3 separate regions of the Mus musculus genome follow, and regions 2 and 3 are each linked to region 1. The links are chromatin contacts, called in public Hi-C and HiChIP or PLAC-seq maps. All regions are on one chromosome and are shown on one strand. The core of a region is the stretch at or near the end of the contact, and the rest is flanking DNA. Distances in the headings are between cores, read along the strand shown. Region 1 holds the start of Kbtbd2 (kelch repeat and BTB (POZ) domain containing 2). Region 2 overlaps Avl9 (AVL9 cell migration associated). Region 3 overlaps Fkbp9 (FK506 binding protein 9).

What was found. Hi-C and Micro-C count contacts between places; a contact is called where the count stands out from the background. HiChIP or PLAC-seq counts read pairs in DNA pulled down with a chosen protein or histone mark.
Region 2: an H3K4me3 HiChIP or PLAC-seq map of bone marrow-derived macrophages shows a contact between it and region 1, with 3 times the contacts expected there. The contact joins the enhancer-like site here to the promoter of Kbtbd2 in region 1. A contact is called at or near these places in 2 of 39 promoter capture datasets (the C10 cell line and pre-B cells), 46 of 484 Hi-C or Micro-C datasets (the 3T3-L1 cell line, 3T3-L1-derived adipocytes, B cells and 35 more), 7 of 115 datasets of contacts at active chromatin or transcription factors (the 230-238 cell line, CD8 T cells, the SCID.adh cell line and 2 more) and 3 of 9 other capture datasets (adipose tissue, liver and pancreatic islet).
Region 3: a contact with region 1 is called in a Hi-C map of the G1E-ER4 cell line, with 2.3 times the contacts expected there. The contact joins the enhancer-like site here to the promoter of Kbtbd2 in region 1. A contact is called at or near these places in 2 of 39 promoter capture datasets (the C10 cell line and pre-B cells), 1 of 15 datasets of contacts at CTCF or cohesin (CD8 T cells), 8 of 484 Hi-C or Micro-C datasets (B cells, the G1E-ER4 cell line, the HPC-5 cell line and 4 more), 8 of 115 datasets of contacts at active chromatin or transcription factors (the SCID.adh cell line, bone marrow-derived macrophages, embryonic stem cells and 2 more) and 4 of 9 other capture datasets (adipose tissue, liver, macrophages and 1 more).

What each region holds. Positions count from the first base shown.
Region 1 is chr6:56,796,010-56,800,750 of GRCm38.p6, forward strand. It overlaps Kbtbd2 (kelch repeat and BTB (POZ) domain containing 2), which reads right to left and starts at 1,804. Exons shown (of 4, transcript NM_001362210.1): 1 at 1,450-1,804. It overlaps Gm10209 (oleosin-B6), which reads left to right. Exons shown (of 2, transcript XM_030255710.1): 2 at 1,238-2,417. The coding sequence ends at 2,035.
Region 2 is chr6:56,730,283-56,735,114 of GRCm38.p6, forward strand. It overlaps Avl9 (AVL9 cell migration associated), which reads left to right. Exons shown (of 16, transcript NM_030235.1): 8 at 360-398. Among named protein-coding and RNA genes, the nearest start is that of Avl9, 18 kb to the left of the region's middle. Within about 2 kb of position 2,774, at least 21 of the 459 cell types and tissues checked have an H3K27ac peak or open chromatin away from gene starts, as enhancers often do. A contact at or near this core is called in Th1 cells, bone marrow-derived macrophages and embryonic fibroblasts, where this site is marked.
Region 3 is chr6:56,877,301-56,882,131 of GRCm38.p6, forward strand. Fkbp9 (FK506 binding protein 9) reads left to right here. Exons shown (of 10, transcript NM_012056.2): 10 at 734-2,060. The coding sequence ends at 910. Among named protein-coding and RNA genes, the nearest start is that of Nt5c3, 44 kb to the right of the region's middle. Within about 2 kb of position 2,346, at least 41 of the 459 cell types and tissues checked have an H3K27ac peak or open chromatin away from gene starts, as enhancers often do. A contact at or near this core is called in the G1E-ER4 cell line, the SCID.adh cell line, memory CD8 T cells and 2 more, where this site is marked.

The sequences.
Region 1 (4,741 bases), core at 554-3,053:
AAGCCTGCGTTACACTATTAACACAGTCTACCTCAAGAGACAAATCAGGTTTCTAGGAACTTAAACATCTAAATCACTCAAGGCATAGAAACTTAAGAAATGCTAACTATTTCTGCTATCTAATAAAGAAAACTCTACTGTGGCCTCACTAATAACTACTACGACTCCTATTATTTCTGTCACCTCCTTACAGTATTTGTAAAGTTAGCATATTTTACAGCACTGTACTTATGGAAATAAAATAGAGAATAATTACAGTACTTATCTGAAGAGAGGAAATAAGTGTGGAAACACACGGATTACATACAAAGAATGCTCAACGGAAAAGCCGTAGTTGCCAAGAATTATATACCCTCTCTTAAGATTTCTGGCCCTGATCTAAAGGAACCTAGAAAAGCGTTAAACCAACAAAAGAGCAAAGCAGAAAGGCATAACCTTATCAGACAGACGAAACGAACAGCAACGTTTCACATCACAGAGGCTGGGAAAAACAACTGACTTGGCTTTTCAAATGGATCTTAGATTACAAATAAAAGCTTCATCCACAGTCTGACTAGACGAAGTCATTCTCACCTGCAAAAGATCTGGTCTATATTACTCAAATCTGGGGAAGAATTCACAACTCCAAAGAAATGAAGAAACTAAAATAAACTGTATTAACTCACAGGAAGAAAATATAATTTCAGTCAGAGCACACCGCTGATAGGGCCGTTCCTCAGTGTCTGCTCAGTGAGCCAGACTTACAGATTCATGTATAAACAACACGTGACCAGCACTGTCTTTTTTTTCCCCCCTCGTTTTCACAAAGCTGATATAGCTGTTCACAAAGCAAAGTCTTTCAAGTTTACTATCTTAATTCCTTGCTTAACTTAAAGAGAGGCCACCAAAGAAATTCTAGAGATCTACAGCCCGGAGAATACGCATCCCTTTTCCTTTAGGTAGCTATAAAAAAAAGGAATCTTAAGAGCTACTAGGCCAGGCGCTTGGCGGGGCGGGAAGTGGGGGAGAGCACACGACAGCAGCGCCCAGTCGGCCGACTTAGCGTCCAGTTCCAACCCATGATTTCCGTCTAAAGCAAACAGGTTTCAAAGTGCAGCTTCCCCTTCCCACAGCAGAGCACAAGCAGGCCGAGGACAACAGGACCCCGGCTAACCTGGCTAACTCTTGGTTACTGCCGATGTGCCAAGAAAAAGAATTATAATAATACTTTTTTTTTTTTTAAAAAAAAAAAAAAAAGGGCAAGGACGCGGTCGCCCTTCTCCGGCGGCCGCGACACGAGCCGGGCAAAACAGCTCTCCCTCAGAAAGGACGCCGCCCCGAGCCCCGCAGCTCGCGCAAGGCCGCGCCGGAAACACCGCGCGCTCGGCGGAAGCGCCCCAGTTTGAAAGCCGCCGCCGCCGCCCCGGGCCACAAAGGCCGCCCGCCAGCCTCGCGCCCGGCCGGGCTCACCTCGTCCCCGGTCGCCCAGCTCACCGCGCCGCTCCGCCGGGCTGCACTCACGCGGCCGCACGCACGGCGGGGGCGTGGCGCTGCGGGGATCCGGGCCGCTCGCTTCCGCCCCCGCTTCCGCTTCCTCGCGCCTCCTGGGCTGGGCCGTCACGGCCTGCCGCCCGCGCCAGTGCCCGCGCCCGCTCCAGCAGCGGCTCTGCGGGCTCCCGGGTGCCCGCGGCTGGACCCCGCCTTCATCTGGCTCACCGCGCCCTTTTCCTCTGCCCCACCGGAAAGCCAAAACAATCGGAGCCGCGCAGGCGCGGGAAGGAAACGGAAAGCAGGAAGGGCGGAGGCGGCGCGAGGTGACGCTGGCGTCTGGGTCCGGGCTTCCCGGGCTGCTAAGGCGCGTGCGCGTAGCAGAGCGGGGTCGCGCCGGCCACCCATCCTCAGGGATGGCCTAGAAAAATCAGTTCCCAAAGTTCTATTCAGCGGCACTTGGACTTCTGTGCAGCCGCAGTTGTTCGTGTTTGAGGTGTCCACCCGAGATACAGACATTTGCAGGCTGGGCCAGAGTGGGGGCCAGCACTGCACCCCGGGAAGCTGAAGTTAGGGGAGGAGGACATTGGACCGTTTGCTATATGGGCTGCTTTCCTTAGTTCCAGCCTCCATCGCTTTCAGAAGTTCCGCTTGCTAAGGCCTTGGAAGTATTGGCACCATCGAGATAACCCGCAGTTTGGAAGCGAATGGGTGCAGAGGACGGTCTCCACAAATGATGCCTCCAGCCAGTTTTTACTGCAATGCAGCAGACACCCTCCATGCCCCAGATTTCAAAGCAAAGCCTTGAAGTAGCAAGTGCCTGTGGTCTGCGAGACTTGTTGGCAAGCAAAAATGTTATAGATTTGCCTAAAGATACATGTAACGAAAACGAAACAAAAAACGTTCAGAATTGCCTACTTCCTAACTTCAACTGTTAGAACAAGTCCAGTTTTGAAAATAAGAATGGCCACATATAAAGCATTAGGCAAAGAGACAGACACCTCTAATCCCAGATGGCAGGAGGCTAGAGAAAGGATATCAGGAATTCCCGGCTGTCCTTCGCTAAATAGTGAGTTCAAATTTTAACAGGAGCACATGAACGACACCAGACTATTTAAAAGTGCTGGTTTGGTAGAGGGGGTTAACAGGCCCTCAGAATGCATTACAGAGCATTACAATGCAATGCATCTATCTTGCTTCCCTGTAAGGATACAAAGAAAATCTTGTCTGCTCTCAAATACAATGTATCTATCCACTCCATTTTGCTGTCTTGTAATAATACAAAGAAAATATAGTTAACCGTGCTGGTATACAATGTATCTATCCACTCTAATTTTGCTTCCCTGAAATAATACAAAGAAAATCTAGTTGACCGACGTCGTTGTGAACACCTAGCACATAGCACAAGGAACTTCTTTGTAGTTAATGGGACTGCTCTTCATCTTGACTGCGTGAATATGGAATTCCTAGGTCACGACCCAATAACGATAAAGTTTACAAAGTTTAATCTGGGCATAGTGGCATAGGCCTGTAATCTCAGTATGCCAGAGTTAGGTAGGCAGATTTCTATAAATTCAAGGACAGCCTGGTCTAAATAGCAAGTTACTTGTTATAAGCCAGCCAGTAAGTGAGTCCCTGCCAAAAAAAAAAAAAAAAAAACCAAAACAAAAGAAAAAAAAAGAAAAAAGAAAGTAGCGTTTATATAAAAGATGATGTAGTCCAAATAAGGTTTTTAGTCTATTTAATTGCTTTTGCTAATACCAGCTTCATAGTTTTGATAATATACTATAGTTATCTAAGATGGGAAGTCACTAGAGGGGTTTTCAAAGAACATTCTACTTTTGTTACTTTTTATGCTATGTGTGTGTGTGTGTGTGTGTGTGTGTGTGTGTGTGTGTGTGAGTATGTGTGTGTGCGTGTATGTGAGTGTGTGTGTCTATGTGATTCTTGAGAGGTCAGTGTTCATGCCACCACACTTGTGTGGCAGTCAGAGGACCACTTTGCAGATTTCCTTCCACCCTTGTGTGGCTTCCAGAGATGGCACTCAAGGTTGCCAGGCTTGGAGAGCAGGCTTCTTTGCCTGCTGAGCCATCATGGGCTCATATTTTTTATACTTTTTATGAATCTGTAATAAAAAAAATCTCCAAAATGTGGGGCTAGAGACATGATTCTAAAGTTAAGACCACTAAATTCCAGAGGACCTGGGTTCAATTCACAGCATCCACATTGTTGGGGGCCACAAAAGTCCTTATATTTCAAATAAGCACCAGGGAAACCAGGAATGTTAAACATACAGGGTATTTCCACAATGGAGGAAGTAAAATACTTGCATCCTATCCAAAAACCTGAGAGTGGGTGTTGTTAACATGTGGTAACCTTTTGCTCTCTGTAGAGGTAGAATTCACCTAAATCCCTCAGAATAATTATTCCAGACTCTTCACCCCTAAACCTTTTATCTTTAGCTCCTAATTAATAGACCCATCATTAGGGGAGGTAGCCTGTTGACCTCTATTCTATCTTGATCTGAGATGACACCAGGATTGTATTATACCAAAAAAACTTCTCTCCCAAATTATACTGTATTTAAATATTCTTCACGTGGTACACAGATATGCATGCAAGCAAAACATCTATGCCACAGACCGGGCTCAGTGGGCCCTCCTTAATCCGTGCAAATCAGAGTCTCGGACAGATGGGCATAGAGTCTGTGAGTGACAAACAGAAGCGACACAAGAGAGTGTGAAGACTCTGAGTGTAATTTGTCAAATCGAGCATCAAACTTTTTATACAGAAGAGTAACAAGAAACCAGGCGAACACATCCACTAAGTTACAGTGACACAATACAAAAGGAATGTATACATCAAAAGATGGCACGGACCAGGCCGTGTTTACCACTAAGAAGGGAGCCAGGTGTAATGCTAGTCTATTGTTAAGCCTACCACTAGGGGTTCTTAGTAAATGCCTGATTTATGCTGTTTCTTTGAGCCACATGAAGAAACCTGTCTTGGGGGATTCCCTCACTCTTCATGGTAAACCTACCTATTCACTAGGCCATTGTGTATTTCCTTGTTTGGGTGAGACTGGCTACTGTCCCAAGTAATCACTCTGCAGACTAGCCCTGAGCTATTCTAGCTCCGTTCTTTGCAATGCATAATTAGTTTTCCCGTCTCTGCTAGAAGTAAATTTGAATGTTACTGAATAGGTAACCTTCTCACTGAATTCCTACTGAATTCCAAACTGGTGGGCTTCAAGGATTTTCTGGAACACTGATGG
Region 2 (4,832 bases), core at 1,524-4,023, 65 kb before region 1:
ATGAACCACCATGCCTAATTTACATTTCTGGGGATCTGAACACCAGGCTCTCACACATTACCAACTAAGCCATTCCCCAGCCTCAAATCTCTGCCTCTTCAGAAACTTGAAAATTTTCAAGCAGAGATGACACTATTCCTTCCAAAACAAAGATTATTTCAATCAAAGGTTAAGTGATTCACAATTTTAGAGAACATAGCTAATGCTTAATTTCTCAGTTCAAGTTCAGAGTTTCTCGTTTCTTAAGTCGTATAATTATTTAATATTGTTTATATGATTATATTTGAAAAAATGAAATAGCAAATTATTAATAGATCTGAGTTCTTGTTTTAAGATAGTATTTCTTTCTTTTTCTGCAGGTCTTGATCCTGTTTAAGCTAATTCTTCTTGAAAAGAAGGTGAGATACAGAAGGATAAAAGGAAGAACAGGTTTTTTATTTTTTATTGTCATTTTTACATACTATTATAATGTGGGAATTAAGGATTAACTATTAAGACATATTTTGTCTATTAAATGAAACACAAAATTATTTTTTTACTGTCATACACATACAAATCTGTGTGTTCTTTTTGGAGACAGTTTGATAGTATATTGAATTGTACTGTCACCATAAGTTTAAACTAACTTACAGAAAAGGAAATATGTTTGTTCACTGAGACTTCAGGGTTGATGGTTGACTTGGTGCTTCTAGGGTATCACAATGTTGGGTTTTCTCCTTGTCCTACAGTCCAGCTAGTTTTACTCAGAGCTGATCTCCCTTGTATACAATAAACTGCCAACAGTAATTTGGCTATTTGCTTCCTCAGACATAATACCACTTCCCATAATACTACTTTCTAAGCTATTGAATATGAATTTGTCCCATCAATTTGTTATCAAAAGTCTGCCTGTACTAATTGGCTTAAACTTGGGTTCCAGACCACTGTGTACTCCAAAGAGATGGGCTTGCCATGATCATTGTGGACCTCAGGTCTAATAGCCTATTCCAGCTTACCACTTTCTTTTATAGAAGTTTGTTGTTTTTAAGACTTATTTTATTTGTATTTATGTGTATGTGTATAGGTGTGTGCATGTGCTTACAGGTTCCTGTAGAAGCTGAAAACAGGACATCAGATACTCTAATTGTGGTTACAGGGTACCTAATGTGAGTGCTAGGAATTGAACTCAGGTCTTTTGCAAGAGCAATAGCTGTTCTTAACTGTTGACCCATAATAAGAGTTTTACTGGAAAAGAGGCATATCTACTGTTTACTTATTGTTTGTAGCTGTTTTCACTCTTTAGGAGCAGTCGCGTAGTTAATGAGAGACTATATGGCTCACAAAGCAAATGTATCTGTCCCTTTTTTAGAAAAAGTTGAAATTATGCTTTAGACTAATCAGAAGCTAGCCCTGAAATACAACCAGTTTTATATCCCATATTAACTGTATTCAGTGCACCTAAAGTAAAGGGAATATTGAGGGATCAGCCATGCACTATGTTCATTATGGCTTATTACCTTAAGCGAATTGTTCCTTTGCCCCAGTAATTCTCTCAATAGAGATTTTTTTTTTTCACAATTAATCTGGGTTGAATGCAAACTACCGGAAAGAGTCATTTAAAATGAGTTAAAAATCAGTAGCTAATTATTTTGTGTGTCCCATTTAACTCCAAACAATAAACATTCCCAAATACTTTTTATTATCAAGATGTTTCATGGCACATTAGGTTCATTTATTTTTACCTAAATAGTGTGAGTGTTTTGCCTGTATTTGTATATATGTACTACATGTGTACCTAGTGCCCCCAGAGTATCAGAAGAAGGTATCAGATCCCCTGGAACTGGAGTTATATAAGGTTGTGAACTGCTGTGTGGGTGCTGGGAACTGAACCTGATCATCTGCAAAATCAGTCAGTGTTTATCACTGAGCCATTTCTCCAGTCCTGTGTTCTATTAACTATGATCCTATTTTATAAACAAATACAGATTCACTGAAAGAAGGCCGTAGAATAAAAATGCAGTCTGTTTTCAAGTTTCCCTAGATGTTTTAACCTCCTTTTCTTTCTTTTTTCCTTTTTTTGGGGGGGGTTGGGGAGTGGGGCTAGGACAGGATCTTAAATGTGATCCAGGCTGTTTGAAAACTTATAGTCCTGTTGCCTCTAACATCTGAATCCTGGGATTAGAAGCATACATTACCACTTGTAGCTATAATAATGTCCTTGATAGCTGATTTATTTTTCTTTTAGTTCCTTATGTTAATTTTATTTGCCTAGAAATAATGTAATTATAATACACCGTGTGAAGTAGAGAATTTTTTTGTCAATGAAGTGTTAAGTATCATTGTGGGGACTTAGGAGAATGGAGTTTTACTCTAATTAGGACACTAGGGGTTGGGGAAGTGGCTCAGTCAGGAGAGTGCTTGTGATGCAGTACAAGCACCTGAGCTCAGATCCCCAGTGCCCATGTGAAAAGACAAGCTGGCATAGGAGCACGTTCTGAAAGCTCTGCACTGGAGAAATAGAGGCTGAAATCTGTCACTTGCTGGCTAGCCCATCTGGCCAGTCTGTGAGCTCCAGATTTAAATTAGAGACTTTGTCCTAAAATGTAATAAGGTGGAGAAGCAATTGGAAAAGACACCTGATGCCTCACTCCAGCTTCCACACACATTGAGATGTGTACATGAACACATAAAAATGAACACAAAATAAAGATTAAAAACCCAGGCATAGGGGCTGGCTCATAGGAAATGACTCAGCATTTAAGAGCACTAGCTATTTTTTCAGTCATAGGGTTTGATTCCCAGTACCCACATGGTAGCTCATAACCATCTATAATTCCAGTACCAGGGTGTCTGATGTTCTCTTCTGCCTTGCTGCAAGCACCCAGCAGCACACATTGTTCATGCAGACAAAACCACAGAAACTAAGATTTAATTTTTAATAATTCTGGTGCTCTATTTTAAAAAGAAAAGAACAAAAAGAAACCCAGACATAGTATCACAGGCTTGTAATCTCAGCCCTTAGAAGGCTAAAGCAGGAGAATTATGGCAGGTTCCAGAACAGCCTGGGCTGCACAGTAACTACCTGACTTTCACACTCTTAAATTTTACTTATGGTGTACTTTAGTCTGCATTTATTTCTCTGATATCTCTGGCCTATTCCATCAATCTCTCTCTTTTTTTAAGATTTTATTTCTTTTATATATGTGTAAGTACACTGTTGCTGTTTCAAACATGACAGAAGAAGGCATCGGATCTCATTACACATAGTTGTGAGCCACCATGTGTTTGCTGGGAATTGAACTCAGGACCAGTCAGTGTTCTTAACTGCTGAGCCATCTCTCCAGCCCCCATCAATCTCTTAGTAATTTATCTTGTATAAAAATTACAGATTTAAAGAATGTTGAGCTGGGTTTTCAATGTCTTTATAGAAAGATAATGAGGGTGTCTCTAATTAACTTTATAGATAAAATGATAAAATGTATAGGCAGTTCTTTTTTATCGAGGAACCAGTCAAGAATCCTATATTACGTTTCTAGTTCCTGCTAATGTCAAATTACTCTATAGCACAATGATAGTACATCTAACTCCAGGTCAAATTGTACTATCATCACTTCATACTCATTTTTTAAAGATCTATCTTATGTTTAACTGTATGTTTTTGTGTGTATCTGTGTATATGAGTGCAGCTATGCCCAAAATCCAGGAGATCTTTGGATCCTCTGGAACTGATAAGCATTTTTGGACCACCTGATGTGGGTGCTGGGACCTAACTCAGGTCTTCTGCTAAAGTAGTATACTTTCTTAACCACTTGACTATCTTCTTAGTCCTGCCGCTTTTTCCCATTTCTTCTTGAATTTCATGACATTGGGACTTTTTAATTGATCTTTATCTGTATGGGTGTATGTACACTTATACACAGGCATGTGCACCTGTGCCTGCATGCTGAGGCTAGCAGAGGGTAATGGGTATCCTCGTCTATCAATCACCCTATTCATTTTGAGTCAGGATCTCTTTTAACCTGGGACTATTCTTTCAGATATACAGGAAACCAGCAGGCCTCAGCAATCAGCTAGGCTCTGCCCACCTCAGAGCTGCTATTTACAAGCTTGTTATGTGGGGGCATTGGAACCTGCACTTCAATCCTCATGATTGGCACTTTTTTAAATTATGGAATGCTTCATGAATTTGCACATCATCTTTGCAAGGAGTCATTTCTCTGTTTAGTTCCAATTTTAGTATCTGTGGTGTTGAAGTGGGTGCGATTGGCACTTTTAAAGAGAATCTAGTCAAGTATTACAGAATTAAATATATGATTGTTTTCCTGTGGTTACTTTCATTTTAAACATATTTAGCAAGATACTAGATCAATGATGATATGACCTCAGAATGTGACACAACTGTATGGTTCTTGGTAATAAGAATTTTGATCATTTGGTTAAGTCGACAAACTACCTTAATCAATGATTTGTGGGACAATGAATCTAAATGTTGTGACTATTCAGTTGCCCAACAATCTCCCATGGTCATTTGGTGTCTGTCTGCAGTATTTTTTAAGTTACATATTTTTATTTATTAAAACCTTATTATAAAGAACTTGAAATTTTTTTTTAAAAAATCATGAAATTAACCAGACCCAAAGTCTGGTTAACTCAATGTGTGTGTGTGTGTGTGCGGGTGCGCTTTTGCATTCCCACAGTCACCAAAGCATATATATATAAAGTCAGAGGACAACTATTTATTTATTTATTTATTTATTTATTTGCTTTGCTTTGCCTTGCATCCTGATAGCAGCTTCTTCTCCTTCTCTTACTCCCAGTCTTTCCCATAGATACCAACCCTCCATGGCATATCA
Region 3 (4,831 bases), core at 1,096-3,595, 82 kb after region 1:
CAAGTTAACCTTACCTTGCTTTCTCTTCCCTCCCTCTCTCTCTCAGTGGAATGGTCTATTTTATAACTTAAGGTATAATTTACTTACTATATTCATGTAGAATGTCAATATCGCAAGAGCAGTTTTGTTTGTGCTGTATCTCATGTCTTTAGAATGATGCTCGGCACATCGTGACTGCTGGTAGGTTTTTATCATGAATGAATGAATGAATGAATGAATGAGTGTGTAGGTATAACACTGTTCTGGAGAGGTCAACCTCAGGTCAGAAGCTAAAGCTGTTCTGGTGGCTGAAGCCTATTGGATACCTTGATCCCAAGGGCTCTTGAAGTCCTCTAGTCAAGGGATTTAAAAACATTTCAATAGTATTTTGGTTTTAAAAGCATGTGTGTGGGAATATGCGCATGTACATATCAGGCCCCCCGAGGAACCCAGAAGAGAGCATCAGGTTCCCCTGGGGCTGGAGGTGCAGGTGGTTATGAACTATCCAACCTGAGTCCTGGAGCTAAGTGCTCTTAACTGCTTATCCATTTCTCCAGTCTGTAGTCCAGGGGAATTTTCATCTGCATCTAAGAAATCCAGGCCATGTTCTCAAGAACAACTTGGTTTGCAAGTGTGGACTCTTATTTTTCAGTTCCCCCACCCCCCCATTACCCGCCCTCATGCCATAGTATTTCAGGCTTGGCTCTGCGTGCCCAATTCTGCTGTTCTCACATTTGTCCTGTCCCCTTTCCAGTTCTCAGAGTACATTCATGCCCAAGTGGCAACAGGCAAAGGGAAGCTGGCTCCTGGCTTTAATGCTGAAATGATCGTGAAGAATATGTTCACCAACCAGGACCGGAATGGAGATGGGAAGGTCACGGCTGAGGAATTTAAACTGAAGGATCAGGAAGCCAAACATGATGAACTGTAAGCCTGACACAGATCAGTGTGTGCCAAGGAGTGCATGACACCAAGCGACCTGTCGTGGCGGAGCATGCTGTCAAGGTGTGAAGCTTTCTAGGAAGGTTTGAGAGTAGCCAGAATTAGGTGGGCCATGTAGTACCTGGTGCAGACAGTGGGGGGTGGCTGATGCCCACGGTGAGGACTTGGGTGGATTTCCAGTGACAGTAAAGAGAATCTGTATATAGTGCTTTGGCACAAATGCAATTGGTCTGAAGCACCAATTGCACTTGTGAGTCTTCTGGGAGGTTGTGTTAATAAAGGAAAATTATTTCATAGAAGATGTAGCTGTCATGGAGGAAACAGAAGAAGTACCCAGGTGTCTACCTAAAGAAACGATTTGGTTTAAAAGTCTTGCTAGTGTCTTCAAAAAAGTTCACCATGGGCAGAAAGATAAAGGCACACATGTTTCAGCAAGTGTCCTTGACAGCAGCCATTGCTCTTCTCAGTGTTCTGTGCAAGCTCTGGTGATACCAGGCCCCGTGCGACAGCCATCCTGTCACCTTCCCTACAAATCTCCATTTTCATGCTTTCCAGTTCACTCTCTACACTGGCAGCCCTCCAATTGGTAGTGTCTGTCACTTAAAGGTTAACAGGAGTCTCCTGGACAGGAAAAACACAGACCAAATGGAAGCTGTCTTTAGTCCATGAGTAGAGGATTTGACCTGCATTTTCTACATAGGATTGGCTTTCTCTTTCTCCACTCTATTCCTTTGGGGAGATACATGATGGCTGGGTCTCACTGGTCGGCCAACAGAAAATTCTACTGTGACTAAAGTGGATGTGTTATCCCAACAAATGAAGGTGACACTTTCTGTTCTCCCCCCCCCCATTTGTGTCTTGGAAGGCAATTTGAGGTCTCCTGCTGTAGAAAAGGCTAGCCCATTCCCACACCATGTGGTAGCTATGCTCCTACTTTATGTCCTCAGATACCAATGATGTTGGCACTCACTCTGACGTAATCAGGACATTTCCGTTTGAAATGGCGTTTTTTACAAAGTTAAACTGTTTTGTACTGATGTTGCCCTGAGATAGTTCATGCAAATGCTGTGCACTCATTCAGTGGAATATAGTTGGAAAACTGACTTCTTTTTTTCTGACATAAAATGTTGAATCATATCATCTGGCTTTATGGTATTTTATTTGAAAGTCCAAAGGATATTATGAGAATGCACTGTGTGGTTGAAGTCCCCTTGACAAAAACTTGGCAGGACAGCAGAAAACTTGTGCAGGGCAGTGGGGCATCTGGGTGGGGGTGGGAGGAAGCTGGTACTGGCAGGAAACTCACTAGATAATCTCATAGAAAGGGCTATTTACAGTTGTGGGCAGGGCCTAGGGGAGCAGAAAATGCTGAGATACTGTGAAGATAGGGTTGCTTAGTAATAGCTGGAAGCTGTTTGCCACTCCTGTGTCTCGGGTTTAAGGTGAATCAGCTGGAGCAGAGCTGCCTGAATGTGTGTGTTGAGGCAACTAGTTACACACAGAGCATGGCTGGCATTGCAGTCTAGTGAAGAATAAGAGATAGCATCTCTTCTCATCTTCCTGTCTGCTGCCTACCATTGGCTCCCAGCAGGTGAACCCCAACCTAAGCCAGACAGAAAAGACTGCAGGGACTGGGTCCCCCCAGGTTGGCCTCACAAAATATGCAATTTGTGAAGAATGAAGTTTGGGGAGACCCTGGGTCACCTAGGTGGAGGAGCATGCAGAAGGCTATGCAAGTAGTCTGCTTTGGTCTCAGGCCAGCTTGGAACAGCTGGTTCATCCAGCACATTTAATTACTGTGAACAAGTCACAGCTTTAGCTCCGTGGCCCACACTGTACAATGTGCCATGACTTGTGTTAGATGCTGCATCAGCACCCAACAGGTTTTCTTAGATTAATCTGCACCTACCAATCCACTGTCCACGTGACAGCATTGTGACTGGGGCTCTTGAAGTCCATTTTCTTTTTTCTTTTCCTTCCTTCTCTTCTCATCCTACTCTTCTTAATTTCTTTTTTTTTTCCTTTTCCATTTTTTATTAGGTATTTAGCTCATTTACATTTTCAATGCTATACCAAAAGTCCCCCATACCCACCCACCCCCACTCCCCTACCCACCCACTCCCCCTTTTTGGCCCTGGCGTTCCCCTGTACTGGGGCATATAAAGTTTGCGTGTCTAATGGGCCTCTCTTTCCAGTGATGGCCGACTAGGCCATCTTTTGATACATATGCAGCTAGAGTCAAGAGCTCCGGGGTACTGGTTAGTTCATAATGTTGTTCCACCTGTAGGGTTGCAGACCCCTTTAGTTCCTTGGGTGCTTTCTCTAGCTCCTCCACTGGGGGCCCCTGTGATCCATTCAATAGCTGACTGTGAGCATCCACTTCTGTGTTTGCTAGGCCCCGGCATAGTCTCACAAGAGACAGCTACTCTTCTTAATTTCTTAACTGATTCTTTGTTTTTGGTTTGTTTGTTTGTTTGTTTGTTAATTTTTGTTTTTATTTTCTTTTGGGGGCAGGGAGGCTGCAAGGGCAGAGGCCCATACAAAGGGACAGTGGGATTGGGGTGCATGATGTGAAACTCACAGAGTATAGAGAACATTTCGTTGTGTATACAGTGTCACATAGTATATCCCTCTGTCCATATATCTTTACTAGCAGTGTTCATTTCAATGAATCATTGGTCTGGTATGAGGTCTCTGGCTTCTGTGACACCATTAGTACTGGATCCTCACAGGGACTCCTCTTGGATATCCTGTTATTGTTCTGTGTCATGGAGATCCTGCAGTTTTGGATCTGCAGGACTCTTGTTTTTGTTTTCTGAGACAGGTGCTGTGTAGTTGTCTGGCTCTGAACTCATGATTCTCTTGTTTTGTCCTGAGTACTGGGGTTTTAGGAAAGTACCTCCGTACCTAGCCCCAACCTCTGGCTTATAAACCCCTGCAGTTTCACCTATAGGCTGATGCTGTTCTTTCCTTTGAACATAATACTCTTAAGTGTGTTCTCAGTCCTTAGATCACTAAACTTCACGTTAAATACTTTTGCTCTTTCACATGTTACTTATTACAAAAACAAAAACACCAATGGAGAGTAAGGATAAGAGATTTTTGTATCATTTAACCTTGCCTTTCTGTCCCTTCTGGTTGAACTAGAGACTGCTCTTCACAGTGAGCAGTCAGATCATACATGGTGTCTTTAGGGCACACCACTTAGTTGCCTGAAGGATCTGAAGTTTACATGTTACAGTCAGGTTCAAATAGATCACAGTAGAAACTAAACCTACAAAAGCCAAGCAGCAAAGAGATCAGGAATGGGATCTGGAGAAGGTCCCTAACTTTGCATGACTTAGTCACAGAGGAACCTACTGTGACTGGTCTGAATGTGATGTCTCCCATGGTATTGGTCCCCAGTTGGCGCTGCTGTCTTGTGGGAGGTACGGCCTTAGTGGAAGCATGGCAGTCAGAGTGGGCTTTGAGAGTTTAAAGACTCCTGCCATTGTTAGTTTGTTCTCGCTGCTTTGAGCTTGTATTTCTTCCTGCTGCCTCTGCTTCACCATCATGAACCCTAACTCCCCAGAGCTGTAAAAGCCCAAATAAATGCTCTTGTCCATCAGTGGGCTTGGCCATGGCATTTTATCACAGCAGCAGAAAAGAAACTGATACATCCTGCTATACATTGTTTCTGAAACTTTTTATAAGGAACTCTTTGTGTTCAATAAAAGAAAATGATTTTCATAGTCCTTAGTATTCTTATAGGACAAATTAAAGCCTTCCTGCAATATCTTTTTATGCTTAGACATGTATTTTGAAAGTAGGGGAGCTGGAGAGATGGCTCAGTGGTTAAGAATACTGACTGCTCTTTCGAAGATCCTGAGTTCAATTCCCAGCAACCACATGGTGGCTCACAACCATCTGC